3 separate regions of the Mus musculus genome follow, and all the other regions are linked to region 1. Evidence: chromatin contacts called from public HiChIP or PLAC-seq and promoter capture Hi-C data. All regions are on one chromosome and are shown on one strand. The core of a region is the stretch at or near the end of the contact, and the rest is flanking DNA. Distances in the headings are between cores, read along the strand shown.

Region 1 (4,618 bases), core at 1,135-3,634:
TAGTACTGAGAAGTCAGTGTACAACTTTATTTTTAATTTTTTGTTTGTTTTGTTTTTGAGACAGGGTTTCTCTGTGTGTGGGAACTCACTCTGTAGACCAGGCTGGCCTGGAACTCACAGAGATCCATCTGTCTTTGCCTCCTGAGTGCTGGGATTAAAGACGTGCACCACCACACCAGGCTTTTTTGTATATGAAATTTTAATGACTCATTTTATTTTATGTGCATTAGTGTTTTGCTTGCCTATGTCTATATGGGTGCTAGATCCCTTGAAACTGGAGTTACAGAGAGTGGTGAGCTGCTTCATGTGGGTGTTGAATATTGAACCCTGGGTCTCTGGAAGAGCAGCCGGTACTTTCATCCACTGAGCTGCTCTCCAGCTGTTTTGTTTTGTTTGTTTGTTTGTGTTTTGAGTCAGCGTTTCTCTGTGTAAACCTGGCTGTCTTGAAACTCGCTCTGTAGACCAGGCTGGCCTCAAACTTATATATCGTCATGCCTCTGCCTCCCAAAGTGCTTGAACTCAGAGTTTAACTTTTAAGAGTCAGTTTTTTCCTTCCACCTTGTGGATCCTAGAGACTCAAGTTTTCAGGTTTGGTTGGCAGCAGGTGCCATCTCATCAGCACAATAAAGATAATTTATAAAGTAATCTTAAAAGATAGTAAAATGAAGAGATATATTTGACTTTAACTATGCTGAAGTCAAACAGCCCTATATACCTTGTTCCAGTGCTAAGTAAGCAAAAAGACACCAGAAGCCAAGGGCCAAGGCTGACTTAAAATCTGACTTAATACACAAGACAGGGATGCTTGGGTAGAAAAACAAGAATGACTATAAATGCCTACTGTTTGAAAAACCAATCGTAAAGTACACACCCTCACTATAAAAAGGAAACAGCACTGACAAAAGCCTATTTCTATCTGTCAGACTTCTGCCATTTTCTAGAAGGCAATCCTCTAAGAGTGAAGAGATTTGGTCAACTCAGTAATGGTAACAGCTGGGAGGAAGGATATGAAGAACTACCATAGTAGTATCTCAAACTCTAACTTCTTGATTATTTTGCAGTAACTCAAGAGTTCATTTCCTGGTCATAATGCCAGGCCTCCCTCACTGAGAAGGTGCTCTGTTAGGCCGTTTAAAGTGCAATGGGCTCGATCTTTCTGGAAAACCTCCTGAGTAGTCACTTTCAGGCTGGCAAGGCACAAAATCAAGCACCATCATGTAGGCTGAACCAGAAAACTCAGTTAGTACAAGGCTAATAAACTGCCTAGGGGGAAAGGGGAGTGAACGATTTGTTCCTAAGTTTCAATCCTGCACAATACTAATTTTTCAGTATGCAGTACGACACACAACTTTTGTAATGATAATAATTGAAATACTTTCTATTACCACAGGTATTAACAGTATTAGCGTTTAATTAAATTAAAGATAGACAAACCACAAACTAAGCTGGAAATCCCTACCCTTTTCAAAGGCGGTGGGGAAATGAAGTCTGAAAAGGAGATGGAAAAAGATTCTCTACCTGGTCTCTTTCACAACCCTAAGATTTTTTGACACCTGGCCCCGAACATGAATTCAATACAAATAATTCATTTATTAGAATTAAACTGACACCTTTGAACATTTCTACTCAGGTGGTACCTTCTAAGAGATGCCGTGCCTGTCCTTATGAATGAGAAGGATAAAGCACAAACTCTGCAAATCACTGGAAAAAGGGTAGTCACTGTGTCAACCCCCATGGCCTACGTTAATTTAGACGTCTGGAATGTGAAAAGACCAGATGAATGCAAAGGGTTCTCAGGTTCCAAAGCCAGCAAATAGTTGGGCGGTGGTGGTCACACACCCTGGGCAAAAGAATCTGGGGAGAAGAAAGTAGGGCCACAGCAAAGCTTGGGTCCTTCTCGACCGAAGAGCATGAAAGAAGAAAGAGGCACTGTTAAACCAAAGGGCCGAGGCAGGTGGGTACCAGAGTGCCATCCTCCCTCCGGCCCGCTCCGCCGGGCGCCCTCATTGTGAAGAGGTGTGTGTCGCGAGTGGCGACTAGGGCGGCCAGACCCCTGCTGACCCGCGAGGCCCTCACCTTGTCCGAATCTAGGTCGGGGTCCGCCTGGCACAAGCGGTACAGGAAAGACTTCGGGTCCCGGCACAGCGTCTGCCGGGTGGTGAGGAAGTAGGTGCCGCCGACGTTGAGCCGGACCCACTTGGACACGCCACCGGGGCGCTGAGCCAGGGCGCCCATCCCAGCGCTGCAGCGGCGGCACAGGCCGCCCCCCAGCCCCGCCCCGAGGCCGCTCGGAGCCGGCGGCAGCAGCTCGCAGTGATTCTCCGCCATGATCCTAACAAGCCCCGCCACAGCGGCCCTTCGCCGGAAGCGTCCGTTCTTTAATACAGCCCCCCTGAGTTGTCCCGCCCATAGGTACGCCCCAATAAAGTGCCCGCCCAGGGCTCATGTGCAAGGCGGAAGTTCCGGCTCGAAAAGCAGGCCGGAGATTACCACTTCCGGCCGGAGCAAGTCTCGGGTTCTCACGAGCATCCTCGGCTCAAGCTCCGCCCCTACTCAAAGAGGCTCCATGGCAAACAAAGTGTACACTCTACATGCTTTTATTACAAGACTACCGAGCATACGAGGGAAATCCATCATCCGGTAATTACATCTAAAGCACAGATATTTGAAAAAAACAAAAAAAAGAAAAGTTGTTTCATTAAATTATATGATTAAACCATGACCAAATAGAAAATTTATATAATAAAGCCAGGAAAAAAGTTGTAAAATATAGTTTACAATAATTATTCACACTCAAGGCTGTACATCAATACATACAACAACGTGGCCCCAAACATGAATTCAATCCAAATAATTCATATATTAGAATTTAAATAACACAGACTGAACTAGAGGCCGACAATAGCCAGCAAATAACCTTATATAAGAATAAAAATACAAAAGTGTATATCCCAGTATCATTGCATTATCTGTTTTCATAAGTATTTTTAATTTTTCCTTTGCCTGTACATCACAGTTACAGCTACAGAACAGGTAGAGAATATTACACATGTTCTAACTGACTGCCACCAACCTGAATGACAGCAATTCATCCTACTGTACGTGGCTAATGGACCAGCCGCAGCAGCTCTAAATACTGTAACAGTTTTTAATTTGCACATGTCCAATCACACTATGGTCGTGGCTTTAACCTGCACAATGACCTACTTGTAGTCATTAACCCAGATGATTAAACTAGGGTGGACTACATGGGGAGGGAAAATTTTGCTATTTGTAAAAACTTTTGTTCAGTTTGGATTCTTCATATGGAAGAAATGAGTTACAGGGAATTTTCAGGTATTCATATTGGTTAATTCATTTGCTTACTGCTGCAAAAGTGCTTTTGACAGAAACAGCTTCCCTCACATTGCAGGCCATTTTTCCACATTCTGACTTATAACCCTGAAGTGTTAGGCCAGAAGCTAGGTATCTTCAGAGGTTCTGAGAGTGGTTCCAGCCCTGTTCAATGTCAGGGCCCTTGTCTTACCTTCTACCCACGAGGTGCTACACCCACTGGCATCAGCACCAGTTTATGTTGGGTTTTGCATTAAAACAAATAGAAACGTGTATAGGAGTATCTTCACCATATTCAGAGTTGCTGTGGCCTCCCAAGTCTCAGATGAACACCCCAGGTCTATAGAACAATGGGGAGAAGCCTTGAGGCAGAGGAGGGCAGGAAACTGATTTCTACACATCTCCAGCCCTAAGCTCTGACAGTCAAGTAACACAGAAAATCTCTGCTGCATGTTTCCAAATTGAACCAGCAGGCCCCACCCAACACAGATAAAGCTACTATCTGATTTGGGTGGGCACTACAGTTCCGTGCAGCACTGCAGCGCACAAGAAGGTTTACATAAGCATCAGTGGGGATACCCATCCTTGGCAATGACAAAGCCTAGCCACTGTGCTGTCCTGAACCAAGACCTGAGGTGTGGAGCAAGAACACTCACAGCTGTACTTTTAGTAAAACTCAATCATCTGTGTGGTTTCTTTTCCAAGAAGAGCTTTGCTATTCTGCTTTGCTACTGATTCCCAAATGGCCCAAATGCATTTCTGAGTCTATAAACTTAATTATGAATTATCCATTAGGCATGTAGCAAGGTCAGTTCAACACTTTATCTCTGCTGACTGTGTAGAAGCAGATTCAGTACCATCGTGGACACAAAGTACAAGATTCTGAAAACATCACCAAGCACTTGGAAGCCTTAGAGCAAAGATGGAAAAGAAGTAACATGCAGGAGCAGATTCTTGCAATGCAAATGAAAAGACTGGCTTTTGGAAAAAAAATCTGTCACAAAGGAATCTGCAGTAATGACATTTTTAGCATTAAAAACAAAAGCAGCCATAGTCAAACTTTCTTGAGAACACACAACTTAGCAAGAACTGATGTGTTCAAAGTCCGTAGGACACAAGGAAGGTAGGTTTGTAACTGGAACTCAGAGGGTCTAAACATCAGACCGAGGAGGAGGAAAAAATACCCAAAATACCACTTCAGGTGTGTGAGGAAGGGGCAAAATCAGAATAAAAAATCAAAGACTTAGAAGTATATTCACCACAGCATTATTTAAATAGCAAAAAC
Region 2 (4,618 bases), core at 977-3,476, 280 kb after region 1:
TCTATATGAAACACCTCTAAAACTTCTAGATGATTAAAAGCTATGCAAACTACACTTGAAGCAAGATAGAGATTCACACAAAGACCACTATGGCAGTGTTGCTACAGTTTCTGTGCTGCCTGGATATTTAATAGAACAAGCCTACATAACTCACTGTCATAGTCAATGATGTACACACATTTCCGTGTGATTGTGTTTACATTAGTTTCAAATAACAATATATTCAGTTCTAACAATACATTGTTGAGGACTTTGAATTTGGTGTTAGATGGCTGTTTCAATACTTCCTTTACCAGTTTCATCTGTACTCCTCAATACACAATAAAATGAGACTTTGACACCAGACACCTACTTTGTGAGATTCTGAGGAACACGCATCACGAATACTCTCAACCTCGCCTTTGCCTAAGGGAATTCTAAGTCACCCAGCTCTGTTCCTAGATTTAGTTCTGCAGAACTAGGCTTAGGTTTGGAAAGGACTAAAGAATTTAAGTTGAAAATGGCAAGTACTGTTTTGAAAGAAAAGCGATTAAGTTTAACGTCCAGTTCCAGTCAGCCAGATTCATACACCTCCTATCATGAAATAGAGAATGGGAGAGACATTTTGGGTTGGAAGGATGATGGAGAGAAAGTCTTTGGGGACAAAGTCTTTTGGAGATGTTTACAGCACACCAATAATCCAAATCCCCACCTTGCTTTAATTGTCCCCCCATCTCCCCCAACACACACCGCTACATGCTTGTTACAACAGGCACATACTGCCATTTAAGTGCCAGGCATGATGATAATCCCTTAAGCATGCACTTTTCTCATTTCACTTTGGAAAAAAAGTGGTGGTTGTGGGGGAACCGCAACCTTTGAATACGCTATTACTACCATTTCAATTTTAGGAATGAGAAATTAAGATTCTGGAAAATACAATGACTTGAATACACTAGTGAAGGACTCAAGACCTGAAGCCAGGTCTTTGAGACTCCCTTTATTCGGCAAACTTGACTAGAGCATTTCTGGACAAGGTGTTCTAGGACCCCAGGGAACTGACCATGTACCAGGCAAGGGCTCTTTTCTTAGGGAGTCCATCTTCTGGTTAGCCATACAGGACCCTAGAGAGCGAGAGGTTATGACCACAGTGTAACTGGCATTGATTCGGAAGTCACGATCCCAGGGTTACCTTAAGGCTAGGCAGGTCTGGTCCGCAGCCCGGAATCCGGGGAGGGCTGCGCCTCACTCACCGCAGGCACCCTGTCCGTGGCCACGGGCACTGAAGGACCCGCTGGATCGCCCTCGACGACTGTTGGCCCCGCGACACGGCCACGCCCACGCTCAACCCCGCTTCTCCCGGGCCAGCCGCGCGGATGCCCAAGCTGCAGCAACCTGTGATTCCAATGCCATTCCCTCCTGCCTGGGCCGAGGGCACACAGATGTTCGCATCCTACTGTCTGAAGGAACCACAACCCCCTCCCACCTCCATGCCTGTCTACTGCCTGAAGAAATCCTAACGCCCCAATCTCCTGTCCGAGGAAACTCTACCGCCCAAGAGACCCCGACGCCCTGCCTTCTGCCTGAGGAGACCCAGATCCCTGAGAACCCCCTCCCACCCTGACTGTATTCTCCTAGTGGTGCTGCTGGGCTGGACCGTGACTTTCCCTTTCCTAGCTGTGGGCTGTCGCCTCTGAAAGGTTCCTAGACCTAACCTCACTAGGGCTTGGGTTCCTCCTGCTGAGAGCAGAAAGTAGCACTTTCTCTTGGTGACAAGAGTGAGATGGGGAGAGAGCCCTGAAGAGAAAGAGGAACTTGAATCCCGCTGCGAAAGTGAGATTCTTGATGTTACAGCCTCAACTGCTTTGAAACACATTTGTCCAGAGATGAGCTTCAGGCCAGCGACCCCGGGGCTCAGAGCCCCAAACTAACGCCTACTGTTTGCTGGACGCGAGCAAGGGCGTGCTGCACGATCAGTGGCGGATGCGGAGAAAACCCGCAGGGGCAACCCATCACGCACGCTCACCCCACCCTACAAGCGCTTGCCCACTGGAGGTGAGACCTGCGTGGAGTACTGCGCAGACGCACGATCCGGAATGTTGAACTGGGAGGGGTGCACGCGCTACGCAGAGCGCCCTCTGTCGGAGCTGGGCAACATGTGCCAGGCACTGCGCAGACGCTGAATCCAGAGCTTAGGCGAGGCTGAGCCGGCCGGGGGCAAACCCGGGGCACCTGCAGGGGCGGCCCAGTGCGCACGCGCGCTCCGACGCGCCCCCCCACCCCCTCCAGGAGCCGGAGCTTCCTGGTGCGTTCTTCCACCCGCGCCTGTCGCAGGCGCCTCCTCTCTGCCCCGCCGCCTCAGTTGTCAGCTTCGGCCGCAACCGCCCCAGCAAGGCTGGAGCAGGACCGGGAGTCTAAGGGAGGGAACCTGGCGAGAGAGCTGCGCAGACCGCCGCCACCCTGGCGCTGAGGGTCGGTGAGTGTCACTAGGACTTGTCACTCGCGCGCTAGCTCGGGGCTCTGAGATTTCCCGTCCTTGCCCGGGTCTCCACTCTGCCAGCGGGCAGCGCCCCAACCTGGGGCCTCCGAGCCCCTGCCTATCGCCGGGACCTGCGGGCTCGCGGACTGACCCTTCGTATTGCTGCAGGTGTAGCTGTCTTGGCGTCCTCATGCTGGGTGTGTCCCCGCTATAGCGGGGTCGCGGGGCTCGCAGGAACCCGCACAGACCGCTGGGTCGTTACGGGGTCTATTGTGCGGGCCTGGCAGGTGGACAGACAGCCGCCGCCCTCAGGCGCTTTGCGGGCTGCGACACAGCAGGCCGGCGGAATGCTCCAGGCTCAACCGGCCAGTGCTGGTCCTGGATGGAATTCCTCCCAGTTCTTCAAGCTTCAGCATCTTCGTTTTCATGAACTTTAACGTAGGGTTCAAGGGATGCTTTGATAGGGGTTGAAGTTGGCGAAGCCCTCAATGTGCAATACAGAACTCGGAAGGGGGAACCACAGCAACTACAGCAACTGTGCTCTGGTCAAGTGTCTCGGTGTTTGGTGTTGGTGCTCAGAATGACCGACCCCGAACTTCGACTAGTTCCTGGGGGTCAGGGCTCCAGCCTGGGGGTCAGGTCCCTGGTACTGCACGCTTGAGCTTTCCCTGTGTGTGGCCCATTTGGGCTTTGTCTTAAAAGGTATTTCTGTCTGTCCCTTTGCCTCCAGGCCTGAACGGTTCTTGTATCATAAATAGGGACTTGGTGTTTGTAACGTGAGGAGCACTCAGGAAATGCTCTCCCAATGAGTGACTGGGGCTTTGTAGTAACAATGTGGAGACCCAGGCAAGGCTTAAGGAACTGAATTCTGCCCCTGTCTCCTAAGCAGCCTTATTTCATCCAGAGAGTTTTGTTTGGTGTTGCCATTTGTAAGCTTGAAAAGACTGAAACCATTTTAGAAAGCTTGCCTCGTGGGAAGTAAGAGACAGGGTGGGGAGAGGAAAAGTTGATTTTTAAAAAAATGAGTGTCATGGGAATCCCCCTCACCCACATTGGTTTGAATTGAGCCCTTGCAAACAGATAATATCTTCCTCTAGGGCAGGCGGCATTCCACCATTCTGACAGAACAGCCTTTCAGAGCATGACCAGGTAGCTGGAGTTCTTCTTAACAAGCCACTAACTTTCCCTGTTACATTGACCAGGCTGTCACATAGAAACTATTTTGACTTGGTCTTAACTGGGAAGGCCTTAGTTTGGCCTTTATGGGCTTTATGGTTTCTCCTTCAGCCCTGCTTCTGGCAATTGGCAGGGGGTTCCTTTGATACACTGAGTCTGCCTAGAGCCACATTCTAGAACTCTCAGGTACGTTCATCAGTCTTCTAATGCGCAAGGCTCCAGGCATGATTCTGAGTCACTAGATGATCCCTGCCCGTAGAGATCTTCAAATGGCACTAATTTACTCACAAGAAAGTGGCTTCAATCAGAAGCAGGCCTGGCCAAATGGGTCAGTGAATTAAGGTGTCTAACAATCAAACCCGACAGGTTGAGTTAGATCCCAGTGACTCACGAGATAACAGAGGGCCAGCTCCAGCAAGTCGCCCTTGACCTCCACACAGACACCATGGTACATGCATGCCCCCCACCACAGCACAGAGAAATAAATACCGTGTTTGGTTTTTATTAAAGAATGGGCTAAGTGGTACAGGACACATCCAGAATAGATGCCACCCGTGTCTAAAGGAGTAGGAGAGCTGAACTGAGAATGCAAGATAGAGTTGTTCCAGAGAAATGTTCATGTGCCCAGCCAGAGCCTACAGTCTTCATGGGTAGGCCTCAGACTGAAGTTTCTATCTGAAAACACCTCTAGAAGGTTCTGCTCTGCAGTTAAGATGAAGAACTTCTCCTTATCAGAGGCAGCATTCACAGGGCCTGGCTCTGAAGTAGGCTAGGAAATGATAGGGTCTCATCAGTTAGAGCAGTGTGTTGGATGATACTCTCAACAGACTGACGTGGTGAAGGCCCATTCTGTGTGTGGAGTGAAAGGCCTGTGGCCCATTCCTGCATCAGTGCCATTCCCTGGGAATAGCACAAGGCCTGGCGTCAACAGGCCAGTGGTCACCTTTGCAGAAGCTGTAATGAGCTCCTTGCTGCTGCACTTGT
Region 3 (4,618 bases), core at 1,189-3,688, 260 kb after region 1:
ACAAAGCATACCTTTGTGCAAAAAAGTACGGTCATAACAGAAACAGTAATTGAGACAGAAATGAAAAACGTGATGAACCAAGCAACCCAGTGCAGCCAGCTCTCCACTCCCATCATACTCATATATTCCTAGAAAAGCAAGAGAGCCTGGGATTAGACTCAGGAGACTAGTTACCAGTGCAGTTGCATGTCTTAGGGTCTCTAGTCTCAGAGTCTGTCACCGCAATCCAGCAGATTCGGGTGACAGGCTGTGTGTGCCTGGACTCTGTCAGCCACTAAGGCTGACGGAGTCTGATCTAGCTAAATGGTGAAGGAATAGAACAGGGACTGACAGTTGGCCAGGTGTGCTTCTAGAACCTGGGAGGCAGAAGCAAAAGGACCGTGAGTCCACGGTCAGCTGGAAACACAGTGGGCTCAGGACATTCACTGCTGGCCGCAGAAGGACACCACGTCTAAGAAATGAAAACCTAAGCAGGAAAAGGAAGTCATGGAGGTCGTGTGACCAGAAGAGCACGGAACGTGAGCAGTGACAACAGCCTCGGGACCAACTCAGAGGTCACAAAAGCCTCTTAGGCTGTGTTTTCCCGGAAGATGCTTCCAAACAGCCTTCCCACAGATGGGGGTGAGTTAATTGTGGATACAAGTTCCCTGTATGCGAACATTTTCTTCACACCTGCCCTGTTAGCAGCGGTGTGCTGACCTACTAGGACTTATTAGGCTGGGCAATCTAAAAGCAAGCGTATGTGCAGTATCAAGAGACGGTACTCCCTCCTACAGATAAGAAAGTGTTCTTCATTTGTACCTGAGAGGTAGAGGCTCCTCCCACCTGCCCAGGCCTTGGTCCTATTCAGGACATTTCAACAGCGGCCTCCCCAGAGCCCTGCACTTGAGGACAGAGTTACCTTCTGTTTCCTCTCCTTCTCCGACAAAACGGAATTGGTGATTATGAGCTCAACACAGATGAAGCTGAGCATGAGGAGCAGAGGGAACTCATTCTGAAGGATCACTAAGAATGGGTCCTGGATATGGGGCCCAAATGGGAATCTCTGCACCAAGACGTGGAGATCCTTGAACATGTTAAGTGCTGCTTTGGGGGCATGGTGCCGCATAATCGCTTTGTCTACGGCATGCTGTATGGCCAGGAAGCCTTCTTTGTTGTAGCCTACAAGAAAACAGAGTGTCAGGTGTAAGAAAGTAAAGATTGAAGACTGAAAAGACTGAAAATTCAGGTGGCTCCTGGCTAGTCGTTAAGACAGAAGCCAGAAGATGTCCCCAGAGACCTCATCAAACAGCATGGAGGACAGAGAGGGGCCACTCTGGAGGGCTGGGGAATGAAGCAATGATCAGAAAACAAATTCTGGCAGAAAAGACAAGGCATGTTCTATACAAGGATCTTCCAAGGTAGAGAACACCTTGTCCCTTCGCACTCTGGCTCTGTGGACAGAGCATCCACTCTACAGTATTTATTATCCAGTACATACAGGATGGTTAAACTCAATGCATTTGAAAGACACAGACTTCCTGATTGTGCTGACTGCTGCATAAAGAAAGGATTACATTCTTGTATTTTGCTGGCAAGCTACAAGCACTGTCCTTATCATAAGCAGCCCTCTTTTCAACAGTGTAGTGGTGTTCCAGCTTTCGATAAAAAAGATTGCACAGCAAGGATCCCTGGAATGATATCTGCTCTAGTTCCAAGCAAGGGCAAGCAGCCTTCAGGTAGGGGGATGTTATCCCTGTAGTAGAGATGACCACTATGTCCCATTGTCTAGATATGGGCAAACCTCCAGATCTGTCAAACTGAGAAAGGGAAGGACAAACTGATGGTTATTAATAACTTGGACAGCATCTTGGCTAATGCTACATACTCTTGTTTGTTTTGCAGGAGTGTTTCAGTAAACAATTACAGGATATTTTGTGGAATCAGGGTAGGAACTTGAGTACCGAGACTTGGGTTCCAGTTTGGCCTGCAGGCCAAAGGCTTCAAGACAATTGTGCAGTCATCCTATAGGGAGGTGTTGACAATACCTCAATTTTGGAAGAATAGTTAGTTGTTTAACTGGTGTCCATGTTTAACCTCTCACAAATAGGGCATCCAAGAAACCTAAAATGAACTGGAGAGCTTGCATCCTTCCTGTGAGAATTGGCTCCTGGGCCCTCACTCAGGAATCGTTTGCTCTGTGTGAAGGAAAGAGCCTTTCAGTGGTGTGCTGTGACTTCTCCACAAGTCTAGAGGTGTCAGAGAGGGAGCTGGGGGCTGTCATGGAGTGGCCAGGTCCAGGAAACTGGGAGCCAGGTGGGGACATCTACACTGTTAAATACAGTTATGTTCCTTTCCACAGCAGACAAGATGGCAGAAAGCAGTCACTAAGGAAGACTCCTTTACTCACGCTGGAAAGTTTCAGAAAGCCAGCAGAGCTTCCTGCAGAGAATGCTGAGTCACAAGCCAGCTTCAGAGTCCTGTAGGACATAGGAGCTTCTAGGAATGCCTTACCTCCTGAGTTTAAGGCTACCTGCTTATCCTTAGCAAAATAGGGAGGGGACGTGCCCTTTCTCAGGAAATGAGAAAGATGTTCCCAGAGACCTCATCAAACACCATAGAGGATAGAGAGGGGCCTCTGGAGGGCCGGGGAATGGAGCAATGATCAGAAAACAAATTCTGTTGGGGGATTTTGGGGTGTTTGTTTGTTTGTTTGTTTGTTTTCATTTTTCTAGGCAGGGTTTCTCTGGGTAGCCCTGACTGTCCTGGAACTTACTTTGTAGACCAGGCTGGCCTTGAACTCAGAAATCTGCCTGCCTCTGCCTCCCAAGTGCTGGGATTAAAGGCATGCGCCACCACTACCCAGCAGAAAACAAATTTTGGCAGAAAACAAATTTTGGCAGAAAACAAATTTTGGCAGAAAAGACAAGGCATGTTCTATACAAGGATCTTCCAAGGTAGAGAGCACCTTGTCCCTTCACACTCTGGCTCTGTGGTATTTATTATCGAGTACATACAGGATGTTTCCTGAGAAAGGGCACTTCCCCTCCGTATTTGGCTAAGGATAAGCAGGTAGCCTTAAACTCAGGTGAGGCATCTCTAGAAGTCCTATGTGTATTCCCTCCTCCAGAAAGGGAAACGAAGGAGTGGGGATTGGCACAGCCAGCTAGGACCATGAGATCTCAAGGAAGAAGCTGCCGCTATTCCCTCCACCCACCCACCCCAGTTGCGGGTGGGCAAGGTGGATGGAATTAGAACTTAAGAGAGACCTAAAGATTCAGAAAGAGCAAGTAAGATCAAATGAAGCCTTAACTAACACAGGGGTCAAGCAGGGTCATGCAGGGGCCATGTGTTCAGAACTCCCATTCCCCACTGCTGCCACTGTCCCCATGTGTGTGGAAGATAGAGGCCAACTTTTAGTGTTGTCCCTGAAGAGCACTAAACCTTGTTTTTGAGACAGGGTCTCTTGCTGGGACTGGGGGTAGATGATTAGGCTAGGCTGACCAGGGAGCCCCAGGAATCAGCTGGCCTCTGCCTCCCATTGCTGAGATTATAAACGTGGCATCACACCCAGCTTTTCACAGGAGCCCTGGGGACTCAGCTCAGGTTTTCAGCTTGTGGAGCGGCACTACACCAGCTGGACCATCTCCCTAGCCCCAGGTTCAGGAATTCTGGAGGCAGAGCCTGGAGATATCCCCCAAAGCAGGAGTGGAATATTTAAAGTGACTCAGGCAGGCAGAGAGGGAGGTCTGCAGCAGTGCGTATAGCCGATGTTCCTCCATCATCAAATTTAAGGGAAAGTAGAAATTACAAGAAGTAATTTATTGGGTATTTACTGGGTAGTGAATGAGGCATGTTTAAACAAGATAAATGTGTTAAGGCCTAGAGAGAATGTTAAAGCCTAGGTAACTGCTACCTGGCTAACCTGCCATTTATTTTGTGCTGTTACTAATATTATAAGGAAACCTTCTCATATGTTTTTTTTTTCTGCTGTTTAATGCTCAAGTTGACTGCATATTCTGTTATGTTCTGTGCTTTGGGAAACCAATCACAACAGAAGTCAGTAGACCTGCTTTGTACAGTTAGCCATAATAAGCTTGGACCGGAACCACAGAGCAGCCCTTCCTGTACCTGTATGAGCTTTTATGGTGCTTGCTTTTAAAAGCTGCCGCTGGGATGGACCCCAAGATAAGAGAGACACCTGCACCTATTTGGAATAAGACTTCCATTTTGCACAGGGGTCAAGTAAAGTTTAAGTTCCCAAGACCTCCCTGGGAACTGATATCCTACTTGGCAGAAAGAGTCATTGTATGAGGGTATAATGGTCTGTATATGCTCGGCCCAGGGAGTGGCACTAATAGAAGGTGTGGTCCTGTTGGAGTAGGTGTGTCACTGTGGGTGTGGGCTTTAAAACCTTCATCCTAACTGCCTGGAAGACAGTATTCTGCTAGCAGCCTCCAGATGAAGATATAGAACTCTCAGATCTTCCTGCACCATGCCTGCCTAGATGCTGCCATGTTCCCCCCTTGATGATAATGGACTGAACCTCTGAACCTGTAAGCCAGCCCCAATTAAATGTTGTTCTTATAAGAGTTGCCTTGGTCATGGTGTCTGTTCACAGCAGTAAAACCCTAAGACA

What was found. Promoter capture Hi-C pulls out the DNA fragments that hold promoters and counts their contacts. HiChIP or PLAC-seq counts read pairs in DNA pulled down with a chosen protein or histone mark.
Region 2: a contact with region 1 is called in a FOXA1 HiChIP or PLAC-seq map of pancreatic cancer cells. The contact joins the promoter of Abca3 here to the promoter of Kctd5 in region 1. A contact is called at or near these places in 17 of 39 promoter capture datasets (the 3T3-L1 cell line, the C10 cell line, the HPC-7 cell line and 13 more), 4 of 484 Hi-C or Micro-C datasets (CD4 T cells, embryonic stem cells and forebrain) and 3 of 115 datasets of contacts at active chromatin or transcription factors (effector CD8 T cells, memory CD8 T cells and pancreatic cancer cells).
Region 3: a promoter capture Hi-C map of the HPC-7 cell line shows a contact between it and region 1. The contact joins the enhancer-like site here to the promoter of Kctd5 in region 1. A contact is called at or near these places in 5 of 39 promoter capture datasets (the C10 cell line, the HPC-7 cell line, cranial neural crest and 2 more) and 2 of 9 other capture datasets (adipose tissue and liver).

What each region holds. Positions count from the first base shown.
Region 1 is chr17:24,071,101-24,075,718 of GRCm38.p6, forward strand. It overlaps Kctd5 (potassium channel tetramerisation domain containing 5), which reads right to left and starts at 2,385. Exons shown (of 6, transcript NM_027008.2): 1 at 2,077-2,385. The coding sequence starts at 2,328. Pdpk1 (3-phosphoinositide dependent protein kinase 1) reads right to left here. Exons shown (of 14, transcript NM_011062.4): 14 at 2,580-4,618.
Region 2 is chr17:24,349,797-24,354,414 of GRCm38.p6, forward strand. It overlaps Abca3 (ATP-binding cassette, sub-family A (ABC1), member 3), which reads left to right and starts at 2,227. Exons shown (of 33, transcript NM_013855.3): 1 at 2,227-2,455. It overlaps Abca17 (ATP-binding cassette, sub-family A (ABC1), member 17), which reads right to left and starts at 1,263. Exons shown (of 31, transcript NM_001031621.3): 1 at 1,172-1,263.
Region 3 is chr17:24,327,628-24,332,245 of GRCm38.p6, forward strand. Abca17 (ATP-binding cassette, sub-family A (ABC1), member 17) reads right to left here. Exons shown (of 31, transcript NM_001031621.3): 6 at 902-1,161; 7 at 12-128. Among named protein-coding and RNA genes, the nearest start is that of Abca17, 21 kb to the right of the region's middle. Within about 2 kb of position 2,439, at least 2 of the 459 cell types and tissues checked have an H3K27ac peak or open chromatin away from gene starts, as enhancers often do. A contact at or near this core is called in the HPC-7 cell line, where this site is marked.